Regions from separate parts of the Gasterosteus aculeatus genome. Here region 1 is linked to region 2. Evidence: chromatin contacts called from public Hi-C data. All regions are on one chromosome and are shown on one strand. The core of a region is the stretch at or near the end of the contact, and the rest is flanking DNA. Distances in the headings are between cores, read along the strand shown.

The links. Hi-C and Micro-C count contacts between places; a contact is called where the count stands out from the background.
Region 1: a contact with region 2 is called in a Hi-C map of blood and trunk muscle, with 3 times the contacts expected there. The contact joins the promoter of LOC120831562 here to the enhancer-like site in region 2. A contact is called at or near these places in 3 of 6 Hi-C or Micro-C datasets (blood and trunk muscle, liver and whole body).

Annotation. Positions count from the first base shown.
Region 1 is chr14:2,460,032-2,466,739 of fGasAcu3.hap1.1, forward strand. LOC120831562 (zinc finger protein 703-like) reads left to right here and starts at 4,202. Exons shown (of 2, transcript XM_040197084.2): 1 at 4,202-4,892; 2 at 5,489-6,708. The coding sequence starts at 4,659.
Region 2 is chr14:2,422,983-2,429,818 of fGasAcu3.hap1.1, forward strand. No RefSeq gene overlaps it. Among protein-coding and RNA genes, the nearest start is that of c14h2orf42, 22 kb to the left of the region's middle. Within about 2 kb of position 3,654, at least 2 of the 9 cell types and tissues checked have open chromatin away from gene starts, as enhancers often do.

The DNA.
Region 1 (6,708 bases), core at 2,952-5,451, 38 kb after region 2:
TAGCATAGATGCTAACGTTCCTTTAAGCTCTGTCGCTGTGGCGTCTTGGCTCTCACACAGCAGATCTCCAGAAGGGGTTTTATTTTGTCCCCATTTAACCTGAAAACCTCCCAAAATCTGTTCGTTTTTGGGATTTTGGAGAAGTTTGATTAAAGTAGAAGGCACAAGCCTTATTATGCTTTTGAATCTAAAGCACTCGCCTTTTTATTAGCATGTATTTAAATAAAAATTGCTTTGAATTTCTTTTTTATATACTTTCCCTTAATCAAGGCATTTAAAACCCTGTTTTTTTTTTCCACCCGGTTGCCAGCAGGCAGCTCTGAGTATTTGGAACGAGATCCTACTCAAAAAGCCAGATCTAGCAGGGGTGTGAATAACTATCTTTGATGTCGTAGGAAATTGAACTGAGCAGCGCGGGACAACGTGATCGCAGGCTGGCGTCCTCTGGCAGCCGGATCGTTCCGCCCACAGGACGCGCAGAACGCATCCGTGCTGCTCAAAGAGGGTGTTTTTATGTCTGCGTGCCGAAATAAACCCCACCGCCTGATGATTTTAAGAACGCTGGTTAGACAGGTGGACATGGCATTCATAAAAACAATGCAGGCCCTTTTCTACGTGACCTTTTTATACGGTAATCACTATTTACGACGCTTTTACAGACGTCTTGTTAAGGCACAAAGCCGGAAGCGTTAAAATAGTCAGCTGGCCGCTAAGTGCTCCATCTGACTTTTAACACAGTACGAACACCTCACCTGGTGCAAACAGCTCACTTTGAACGAGAGGAAAGCTAATGACCGATTTCAAGGCGAGTCACGAGAAGTTAAAGAGAAGAGTCCCTTTGTTTACCGAAGGCCTCGTTGTCAGCAGTGAACCTCCTCTTTCCCCCACCGGCTGCTTCGTTTATCTCTTTTTCTCCAGCTAATATTCCTCCAATCTGACGAGATCTGCACCTGCACATCGTGTCTCCTTTGGATGGGGGGGGCTTGATGCTACGTTAGCTGCTAGTAGCTTAGCAACACCACCTCTCTGAGTCAAACCAGCTATGTAGAGTTGTGTCGTAGTAAATGTAGACGGCAGGTTTTGACGGGGAGAAATAAAATAGAAAATAGCCCAATTTTGATGCATTGATTTACTTTTTTAAAGTCTTGAGAAATAAAAAAATATTTCATAAAAATATAATACTTTTCACCAACTCCTTTTGTCAGGTTGCCTGTGTTATAAAACGCTGGAGAAAACTTTCTGGCTCATGTTCCATAGAACTTAATATGCCGGTGCTCCCATGTGGCCAAGCAAATAGCTACTGCAGAATTATCGATCGTAAACCGAGAATGATCAGTTCCCATTTGAGGCTGTTTTCCTTTGCACACAACAAGTGACCAAATTATGCCTTCTCTTCTTTCTCACTTTATTTTACCGACTGATGCATTGAGGCTTCAGCGTCCATCTCCCCAGCCGGATCTCTATTCTTCGGAGCATTAATACTAATTAATTTTGGCTTTGTGCAATGTAAGAAAACGCGCTTCGACTCTGAAATCTGCAGGAGCAGCACCGGTAAAATACTCAGCGATTCATCAAATGATTTAACGTTTAGATCCTTGACTCACCGATATATGGAGTGATGTACTAAGCCAACACCTGGGGAGGACAACCCCCCCCCCCCCAAGTGCTGTCTCCTCTGCAGCGGTGCACTGTGACCTTGTTTGCTGATGAGATGCTGCTCCCAGTCTCTGCTTCTTATCACAAATTGGACATTGATGGATTGCTGAGAGGGGCTGTTTCTGCTGTTCGGGGCTCGAGGTCAAGGCGACAGTTGCTTCAGTTCTTCTCTTTTCTTTTTTTAAACAGTGACCGAATGCTGACTTCACATAGTCGACAAGTCCCGAAAGACAATGTTCCAAATAATCCACATCCTAACCCATTTACAGTATTCATTTATAACCCGTTCCCCTGCATTCACATGTGAACCATTTCCTTTTGAAGATTAAGGAGGACCCTGCAGGATATGTACAAATATCCATCAGCTAATTCACATTATGCAGCCTTTTGGCTACAGGTTACGAGGGATTAGGGATGATTTCGCACTCAATTGAGGCTGCAAAGAATTGAGAGATTCAAAGACTCTCCAACTGAGACTATTTTGGGCTGCTGCTAATAGCTCTTGTCAGCCGTAATTTTTAAGTACTTTAACCAATTCATTGTATAGTTAGGTTAACAAAATTAGCTCATTGCAAAGTCAGTGGGCAGGAGATAATGCAATAAAGTTATTAACATTCCAGATTTATAGAACCATTAATATTGAGGCGATCCGTCTTTATCACATTTTTCTTCCACGGTAAAAAACGGCATTGATTAAAAAAAGAAAAGAATAAAGACTCGAGTGACATTTTCTGCGTGCTTTATTGATTTTCCTTTTTTTTTATGCTTGGAGCGAAAGCCGGAACACAAGCGATCCGTCACTCCACTCCACAAAACATGTCTGAACCTTTTTTTATTAAAAGAAAATGAGTGCAAATGTCTTTAAAGTAATTGTGATTTTCAGCGTGACTCGCAAACCGATGTGTCAACTTCAAAGTAAAGAGAATTAATGATTTAGAAAATATGTCCTGCCTGTTTATTACATTTTTGTCTTCTCCCCTTTCTTGTTTTGATGTCTTAATAGAGTGGGTCATGCCATTTAAAAAATATCATATAATGTAATAGCTGCTCACAGGGGTCCAATTGATGAAATATTTTAACATTATCATTGTTTTATACCCTCAACAACGTGCCAAATTAGCTGTAAGCAGCCCACGGATGTGCAGACCGCGATCGCTGCAGGACTTTGATTCAGTGGAAGTTAAATAAATAAAAGTGCAAGTCAATACTTGTATATATATATATATATATATATAACTCATATCACCTCTTTGTGATCACATTTGACTGAGTTAAGCCTCTAGAAAACACTTGAAAAACAACTTTCTTTCACAGCTGAGTGAAGGATGACTTATGTGACCACACAACTTATTTCCACCGCTCGCTCACTTTGTTCCCTGCACCATGACACTCACAAAGTGCATTTTTAGTTTTTAATACGGGGTTCAGGCACCGCATGCGGCCCAGGACACTCGTGGTATTCCTCTCCGTCAAGTTGTCAGCGGGAAAGTTCCCGCTCGAGACTTTGGATCTTTTTAGAAGTCTAACGAGCTGTAAATTATACCTTGTGACATTTTGAGCCAAGTTTTTTTTTCCATACAAACTATCCTTTGAGTTTAAATGTTTGTACGTCAAAGATGTTAAAAATGTACCTTGAGATTGAACCGTATGATCTGAAACCTCATGTGAGATCATATCGCTTCTCTTAGTCACGGTCGACAATTTCTTATACCCACCAATTTTATGCTTTATTTGATCCGCGCGTCTCCTGATCAGCCAAAACGTCTAGACAATACACCTCTTACAGATGATATCCTCCAGGATAAGAGGCCACACAACTTTATACATGCACAAAAGATGGACGTGATTATTTTGTTCTCTGCGTGAAATTGAATTAAATGGGTAATTTTCTTTAGGACAGTTGGTCCTGTGTCCTGACTCGGCCTTGACTCATCAAGTATGGAGATCAGATAAACGGATGATTAATGAAGTAAAGAGAAAACAAAAGTCCCCACAAACAGTATCACATTGTTCTGCTGGTAACAGGCGGGTTCATGACACTTATCGGTTCATAACCAATCTGCTGCATATTTAATGCTATAACAAGCTGAAGTGTTTGGCAAAATAAGTTATAAATAAGTTACGTGAGAATAAACTTTTGTTTCTCAGAATGCGAAGACTGGTGGAATGTAAATGTATTCAAGTGCTACACTTAAGCACAATTGTGAGGTACTTGTACTTTGCTTGAGTGGTTTTCTTTGCTGCTACTTTGCAAATTCAGACTCAAACGAAATAAAAATCATGTAATAAATTACGAGTTCTTATTATTACAGTAAAGTCCTTTAAATGAGATCCACTTTTCACCTCCTGCAAGTGACAAACACAGTAATGCAATGACATGAATTAATCTCAAATAAAAAGTTATGCATATTGTTTTCATTTTGATGCTTTCACTTACCTTTTGATTCAGGGACTTAATATATATATATTATCAACACTTTGTATTTATTTGTGTTCTTCAGCGATGGGACGGTCGGATAGAATTGTCACTTTGAGGACGCCGTAGCCCCTCCCCTCCCCTCGCCCCGCCCCTCGCCCCGCCCACCCCGAAGTCCTGCCCGTTTTGATCAGTGAGAAGCAGAAGTCCGGACCGACGGCACGCAGTGGGACGTTTCTTCTGGAACACCCGGACTACATCAACTTTTTTTCCCACGTCTCCATCCCTGCGCACGATTCCCACAGAGGCGCGTTGTGGCTTTTCGTCCCCGGGGGGTTTGAAATCGGAGTAGCGGAGCCGCGTCGGCGATGCCTCAGCTCAGAGGATCCTCCGTCCCTCGGGACATTTAAGGACGTCCAGCTGTGTGTGTGATTTCTCATTTCTCTTTTTTGTCCCCCCTCCACCCCACCCGCCCCCTCTACATACTTCCGTGACTGCATGGATTACATTCACCAGCCGTAAACACCACCCGGGACTAAAAGTCGAGCCGTGACGCGCGTCCACCCAAAGCGCAGCGGCGTCTCCAATGAAATATCTCCCTTCAGGATCAGCAAGCACGCGCCTCGAGCTCCACGCGACCCCCAGCGACAGAACCGAGCCTCGTCCCGGTGCCGCGGTGTCTCTGTTGGCCCCTCTGGACCCACTCCGGCAGGCGAAGCGGCTTCCCATCCGAGTCCTCAAGATGCTGACGGCGCACACCGCGCACTTGCTGCACCCGGAATATTTGCAGCCCCTGACGCCCGCGCCCGTGAGCATCGAGGTATTTATTTGTCGTTAAAAGAAGAGAAGAGAAAGAAAAAAAAACACATCGCTTGGAAAGGAATGTTTCCCTTTGGGTGGATTTGCTCTGCTGGGTCGTAATAATTTAAATTCTAGAAGAGAATAAAATCCAAAAGAAAACGCGTCTCCGCCTCAGTGTTGTGACCGATCACGTTAGCTGGTCTTTAATCATATCAACTCTCAGGTAATGACAACTTATGGTTTAATAAGGGCAGGATCGAATAGTCTAATAGTCAATTAGAATAAATCAATAATCAAGTCAGTTGTGTTTGCTGCTTTATTGGGATGATTTGTTTCTGTGTCAAATTTCTTTAGGTTTTTCTTCATTCAAATTGGTCATTTAACAAGTAAATGTTAATTATTTTCATTATTGATTCGTATAAACTTAAGCGTTTTATTTAACAAGCTTGAAGCGGATAATTTCACTGAAACGTCTGTGATCTTATGGTGAAGGGATGAATTGACAATTATTTTACAGCTAATTACTTGCTAGTAACTCGTTAACAGACCCACGACTCACCTTTTATTTATTCTTCGCATTAAAAGCAGCTAATCAGAGTCTTTGTTTTGTTCAAGCTGGATGCCAAGAAGAGTCCGCTGGCCCTGCTGGCTCAGACCTGCTCTCAGATCGGTAAACCAGACCCTCCGTCCTCCTCCAAGCCGGCCTCCTCCAGCAGCCAGGGCGACAAGGAGCCCGGCGGCCGGCTGTCCGGCTCCGGCCTGAAGCACGGGGAGCTCCGCCCCTCCCCGGAGGACAAGTGTAGCTTCAAGCCCTACAGCAAAGGCGGGGGGGACTGTCGCAGAGACGGAGTCGCCAGCAGCGGCGATAAAGTCGGGTTCAGGGTGCCCGGCAATAATGTCGGAAACCCCGCCGGTGGCCAGCAGTCCTACCCGGCCCCCGCTGCCTCCCCCGGCTCCAGAGCCGGCAGCAGCACCCCCCCAGGGCACGCTCAGCACCACCGCCACAAACTGAGCCCGTCCCCTGGTGGACAGCCGCGCACTCGCACCCCCGGGGGAGAGGGCGCTTACGAGCAGGGCAGCCCCACCAGCACCACCGGCAGCAGTAACAGCGTTGCCAAAAAAGAGCCCGACGGCGACAAGGCCGGCCCGGACAGTCCGCACGACGCCAACTCCGGCCACGGCCGGGCCATCACGAACTGCAGCAACGGCAGCTCCGACGGGGGCTCCAACCCGGAGGTGGGGGGCAAAGCGGAGTCGGCGCACCCCAACATGGCCCACGGGCGCATCACGCCCATTTCCCCCTACAAGGCCGGCCAGCTCTTCCCCCTGCCCTCCTCCGGCATGGGCTACCACGGCTCCGTGGTGGGGGCGTACGCCGGCTACCCGTCTCCGTTCGCCCCCGGGATGGATCCGACCAAGTCGGGCCTGGGCATGGGGGGGCCGGGAAAGCACCCGAGCTCCAGCCCTCTCACGGGCGCCTCCCCGCCGTCCTTCATGCAGAGCTTATGCAGGGACCCCTACTGCCTCAGCTTCCCCGGCGTGTCCCACCTCGGCGGCGGCGGCAACTGCAACTCCTGCATCCACGACCCCTCCCCCGCCCTCAAGTCCAACTACCCCCCGCTGGTGTACCCGTCCCACCCGCTGCACTCCCTGCACCACCAAAGCTCCATGTCGTCCAGCGTGTCCTCGTCCCTGTCGCATCCGCTCTACACGTACGGCTTCATGCTCCCCAACGACCCCCTGCCGCACGCCTGCAACTGGGTGTCGGCGGGGGGGCCGTGCGACAAGCGCTTCGCCGCGTCCGACGAGCTGCTGGCTCACCTGCGCACTCACAC
Region 2 (6,836 bases), core at 2,404-4,903:
AAAGCTACTTAGCGAAAGACGCAGCTCAGCAGAGTTCCTCTGGGTTTCCATAAACAACCATGGGACCCTGTCTGTGTTTTAAAGAGGAGACATCGTTCTCCTTGAACGTATCGACTCCCCGTCTATAACAGACCTCCTCCTCCTCCTCCTCCAGGAGCAGAGCTTCCCCTCAGCGTGGATCACGCCGGGATTCAGTGCCTTCTAACTGCTGTGCGCCCCGCGCTGACGGAGGGATCGGTGGTGTCAGGCGGCGGTGACGCGACGCTCAGGACGGTGATCGCACATTAACGCTTTTTTGTGTTCCTGGTAGTAACTTCCTCAGTATTGACCAACATCAGCCCCCCCGTCCACCATTGTGAACATGTGGCATCAATTGCCTTTCTTTTTTTTGGGGGGGGGGGTAGATTCCACCACTTTAATCCCTCCTCCAGTGTGACGGAGTGCGGGGAAAGAGAAAGATGGGGGTGTCAGTGAGGAGGCACATGGCAGCTGAAGGTGATTAATCACTGTCACGGCGGCGGATGAAAGACGCGAGCGAAGGAGCCGCAGCCGACACGGCAGGAGAACCGCTCTCCTGAGATGAGATGAATCAAAGTGTTGAGCGGGCCCCTCGCTTTTGTTGGTGACACGAGGCAGCGACATCACGTCCTCCTTGAGCTCCCGAGTAAAAAGGGGGTGTCGGGGGTGTCGGGGGGGGGGGGGGGGGGGTCGATCCCGCCTCGACCGACATATGGATCGTGCATTGAGTTACAGTCTCGCAGCTCACGGAGACACAGCTGAGTTATGGACAGCAGAAATGTTTCTCAGGCTCCAGTGGGAGCTTATCGACCCCGACGATGACATGGACACGCATGGGGAGCACAGATAAAGGAGGAGAGTGTGTGGGGGGGGAGGGGGGGCTCCAGCATGCAGACTGCACAACGCAAATAATGCACCTACGTCAGCTTTGTGTTACTTATAATGCCCAGATATCACAACAGAGTTCATAGCACTGTAATTACATTTAGTAACTTTTCATCTGAGATGTATAGACGACAGATGTGGGGACGTATTTTGTGAAGTGTTGGGGAAGCCGTGTTGAAAGGATGTATGTTTGGACAAAGATATATTTACTATAATTGCACAGTTTACACATTTGAAGTATTTTCATTACAATAAATCTGGCTGCACAGTGAACTGTGTTTTTCCTCAGTTCTCCTCGGAAGAAGAAAAGTGAAGCGTCTGCAGCCTGCTGTTTATTCTCATGACGAGTGAACCGACCGCCGCATGCCGAATGCTCACGTTACGCAGACAGGGTTTCACATTAAGTGATTTGATTGGCTGAGTGGAAACAGTTTCTGCGTTCACGCAGGCGGCTAATTGGTATGAATTAATGTGAGGTGAGCAACCTCATGAAACGTCTTTTTGGTTTACACAGCAGATGTGTTACGTTGCAGGGAAGAAGCATGTCATTTAATTGCAGTTGGGCTTTATATTTTAAGGCAAATGGGGGAAAGAGGGAGGAAATGGGATGAGGGTAACTCTTCTCTTCTGGCCACATTTCATACCACCAATCTGGGCGCGTTGCGCTGCGGTCGAGTCCTCGTCATGAACCAGATATGTGGAATCAACTTATTATTCTGGCCATCCTGCAAATCTATAACATCCCTTGGCGTCAGAAAGCGGAGCGTGCGGAGTGCATGTTCTGAATATACATTTGTCTCGCCTCGGGGGCTGAGACGCTGGAGCGAGGGAAGCGAAAAAGAAAAAGAAGTTTCCCAGTCGGAGTATGATGAATGTGCTCTGGCCAGAGGGGGAGTGGGTGGTCCGTGTCTGTCAGCGCCGCTATTACTGCCGACAGCGGAGTTACAGGCCAATAAGCCGCACTATCATCGCCGTCATCGGCGGCAGATCTCCTTACAGCGGCTCTCAGCTGTCCACATCAACCGGCCCGACGGCCCCAAACACGCACCTACCGGATCAACCAGAGGCCCGCGTGGCTGTTTCCCTCATGGCCACGCGACCGCCAGTGAAATATAAAGGTTTCTTTTCTCCCTTTCCGTAAGTGCCGGAGGGTCAAAGTTTGACTTTGAGAGTAAGAAAGTGGCGCAGACAGGCCCCGAGGTGCGCATGGACCAAAAGGCAGTATGCCATTGACGTTCAATGGGCGACACATCCAGACACTGTCGCGTTCGCCAGCACCTTTTCTGCAGTTAGCGCTGTTAGCGCTTTCGGCACCGTTGGCTGCAAACCCCTCGCCATACGGAGAGCCTTCAGATGTCATAGAGATGCTCCGTATGTCCTTCATAGCACCTTCATAAACAGCTGGGCAGCTCGTCCTATGCTACCGTTACCCGCCTCTGTTGAATACTGGATCTTAAGTCTTGAGTCGCTGCTCAAATAAGTTGGACAATATACACTTTGCTCATTTTTTCAGCTGCGCTACGCTGCAAAGCTGCAATGAAAGTGGCGCGGCGCCGGTTAGCAGCACTGATTTGAGTTTTTCCTCTGGTAGAGACATGTCAATCAGTCTATAGCCCCGCCCTAAAGCATCTGCTGCTTTATGGTCTGTTTGACGATAAATGGACCATAGTTTACTAAATGAACATCATGCTGTGATGAAAAAGACTTGAAACTAGAGACTGAGACCATAAACTCATGTTTACAATGTTTACTGAGGGAATAAATCAAGAGAGAAGAAGAGTCATTTCCTCATAGACTTCTATGGGAACAGAGGAGTCGCCCCCTGGTGGTCGCGAGAGGGAAAGCAGGTTGAATACTCTGACCAAGAAAGTGAAGTTTGGATTCCCCGACATGTATACACATGTCATGCGTGTAATGCGAGCAGATGTTATCCTTCGGGGTGGGATGCTGCATGTGTTTGTTCTCCCGAACTGTTCGCTACAGGACGTTCGGTTCCCTGCGCAGCACACATTGTACCAAACAGCTGTTTGTGTGTCATACTCGCACATGTGGAACAGGAATTGTCGAGCACAAATCACCTGGAAAGTTTTGGCAGCCCGCTAAAACAAAACTATCTGTGAACACGCTTCGAACCTTTAGTTTAACATGACTTCACCTGAATACCATTTGCGTGCCTTGAACTGTTGATTAGAAAAGTGATTATTTTATTTTTACAAGTAAATGTCTCGGAAATGTATAGTGGCATGAAATGTCGTTTATTGCTCCGCTTTGCTTGCTATTCGTAGCCTTCGATCTCATCATTACAGTGCAGCATTGCTGAAACCCAAATCCCCAAAAAACAATCCTCCGAACCTTCTTCTCCCCCCCCGACAGCCACGACTTTGGCGCCCGGCCTCATTTTTCTCATGCGTGCGTGCGTCTGCCGCGTAGCTGATGATGAACGAGCCCAGCGGATCCTGAGAGAGCATCGCACAGGAAAAAGAATAATGGCTATTTAAGCACACTTGTAAATTACCAACACATTTGTCTCAGACCCCCCGCGGGGGACGCGCGGTAAAGCTCGCGTGCCATCGGCTCCGCGAGGCCTCGCCTGATGAGCCGACGAACGCTTAAATGCGAACCGTCGAGCCGCGTGTCATAATTCACGCGTTGACAAAAGAACACAAAGCTGTCTCTCTGCTGTCTTTTCGCCTGAGTGTGTCTTTGTGTGTCATGGTGTGTGTGTGTGTGTGTTTGTGTGCGGCGGCTTGTCTCGGCAGGTGTGTGCCGGGTCACGCAGAGTGCACGCCGATGTTTGTCTCTTAAGTGCCGCAGACAGGCGTGCCGGACCGCCCGGCGGGAAAGTGGCATGGCAGCTATCTGCTCCTCGCTGTGCAGAAGGTGTTTGACTTCCACGCCGACGACCAGGACGAAAAGCCTTTGTGTTCCATTTCGGGGCTTTTCAGAAGGTTCCCAGGAGATTTCCTTTTGTGATTGTTATCAGCTTAAATATACATCAAGTAGCCAGGATGTTTAAGACGCTGCCCCCCCCCCTCATAACCCCCCATAACCCCCCACACTCAGCCCCCTGCCCCCAATGCATCATCTTCATTCATAAACAGTCATTAATGTTTATGGCAGGTGTCGTGACATGTTTACGACAGCATTATGTCTGCTTTACGAGTCCACTGTCAAGTCGGTGGGGGGGCCGTGGGGGAGGGGGGGGGCTGTGAGGGGTGCGGGTTAAAGAGAGTGGCGCTCGGAGGCAGCAGGGGGGGGGGGGGGGCGAGAGGTTCTGGGATGTTTAATCAGTTACTCGAACACACTCACAAATAAAGCGAGAGAGCAGAGCTTGGCGGGGGCCATCAAACCCTCTCATTGAACCCTCTGGATCCAGCCCCCCCCCTCCCTCCCCTTCACACCACCCCTCATGTGGGGGGCTCCACGGGGCTTTTACAGCAAAATCACTACTCTCAATTTGCTGTATGTTGTAAAGGTTGTGTTCCAGGTGCTGGCGGTGGGTTCTGGTGGGGGGGCTAAGCACCCCCCCCCCTCCCCCCTCTGCACCTTTCTGCTTTATGGCAGGCTGTAAAGCTGTTGGCAGGCCGACAGCGGCAGTATCTTTTTATCCGGCCGCTAATTAAAGGAAGGAGATTAAGGTCGCAGATCACATTCCTGGCGACGCCTTCTTGGTGTTTGTTCGGTCCGAGTCGAGTCCGGTGAACAAAGCGACTCGTCTTTGTTCTCCAAAGCTCTCATTTCTTTTAATCTCAGCTTTAATAAGCACATTTCACTTAGTCCCAACGTATTTTTCATTATTTTCTTGATAATTAGGAACCACTTTGCAAAGTTTTAAAGTTGTATTAGCAGTTAACTAACTGTTTACTAATGCTTTATTATCAGTTGTAGCCTTTGTCTAACTTCTTCTGCACTGAAGCCTGTGTATTAATAAATCAAGAAGCATTTATTAATGGTTTCCCAATATTTGTTACCGGATTATTAGAGACACAAAATGTAATTCTGGATCATTAATCGTTCGCCATTGGTTGAGACTTTTAAACCTTTAGGTTGAGCATTTTGCTCCTAGCGCGTCATTTATGCTGAAGTAAACCTGGTGTTCACTGCCTGCACAGTTAGCAACCAGCTAGTGAACATAGCTTAGCAATTAGCAAAAGAAAGATAATTCCTTTAGGAGATGGTGGAGACCCAAAATGGAGCTAGAAGAGAGGGACTATTGGACCTAGATTGATCAGGTGGACAAAAAACGTTAAAAATCAACACTGTGCTCGGTTTCCAGTGACCCAAAGAGAACCAAAAAGTCAGTCATTGCAGGTTGAAACAAAGCACTTTGAACAGTAACCATGGACCTGTTTATTCATTCATGTATGAGTATTTGTAGCCCAGAGACAGTGTGAGCATTCATTCAGCGGGTACAGTGAGGAATGTCCCTCTTTAAATAGCTAATCTTTGACTTTAAGTAGTCGCAGTGTGTAACTGATGCCGGGACATCCGATGCCCTTCCTCGAGCCCCGGCCAGCACTTTACAAACAGACGCTGGCGGTTTTATTGATGGGGTAATCCTAGGCTGATTAATGGCCCAATAATCAGCCGAAACCTGCAATAAATCAGCCGCGGATCAATACGGCCTCAGATCATTACCACGTCACTGTATATCTCCCATTAGCACGGGGAGGCGCAGAGCTCCGAGCCAGCGGGAGAAAAAGTGCTTCCTTGCTAATGTGTTGGAAATGGGATTGATAGAGAGGTCTTTTTTTTTTTATTTCGTCTGTCTGCCCGCCTCCCTTCTTTTTTCGGATTAACGAGCGAACAGCAGGAGACGGTGATGAGGATGGAGAGGGGCGAGCCGGATGTTAAATTATGATAATGACAGCACAATTAATGACATTGGGAGACATTGTTCTTCAGCCTCTTGGCCCGCCGCAGCCGCTAGAAGATGCACAGTTTGCTGATGCTGTTAAAGGTTAAAATTATGACAATAAAAAACATGAACGCTGCTCTGCCCTTTTGCGGTCAAGCCATCCGGGTCTGGATGCTTAAATCATGCCTGTTAAAGGGCTATTTTTTTGTATTTAAATCCGGAGTATTTCCTGGGTCGTGTTTTACACCTGTGAACATAAGTGAAAAGGTGGCGTCATTCTTATCATATATATTTGGTTGTTGCAAAGTGAATAAATGGATCAAAGATCACGCATTTTAAACATGCATAATCTAAGGTTGTACCTTTCACAATAAAAGCCTTAAACACATAAACTGTGTGATTGCGAATCGAGATCGAGGATTTAGTATTTCACAAAAATAAAAACTAAATGAAACGGATTACTGTAGTTCAGGCAATGCAACTGTTTAATGTGTTGCGTTGCTTGTGTGAATAGTTTTCACCATCTTAAAATGTACTTTAAGGCTGAAACGTATCCCACTCCACCACTGAAATAAGTCAGGTGTCACTTTGCTATCAGCTCACCGCAAGTGAGACACCAGGCGGAATGCAGGAAGCAGAACGGGGACGCACCACCTCCGAATGAAGTGTCCCTGACATCAGAGACGGGATTAGAGGTCGAGGACTTCGGGCTTCGACTTCGTAGGAAGACGTGACGGATGGGAGGGGGGGGGGGGGGGGGGCGAGAAACGAGGGGAAATAATGGATCAAATCAACCGAGTGAGCGGACGGGAGGGGAAAGGAAGTGAGGATGACAAGGTGCCTGCAGAGGATGGAGCATGTGGGGAGATAAGATAGTAAAGAGAGGGGAGGACTGAGAGGAAGAAAGGTAATGAGAGAGAGAGAGAGAGAAGGGGGGAGAGGCGGGAGAGAGAGAGAGAGGGGGGGGGAGACCAGTAGGAGAGGGTGAGGCAGGCCTGACAGTAGGCCATTCATCCTCCATGCTAGAAGAGACAAACTGCTGGCAGAGGAAGACAGGCCCCATAAATCACTTTCA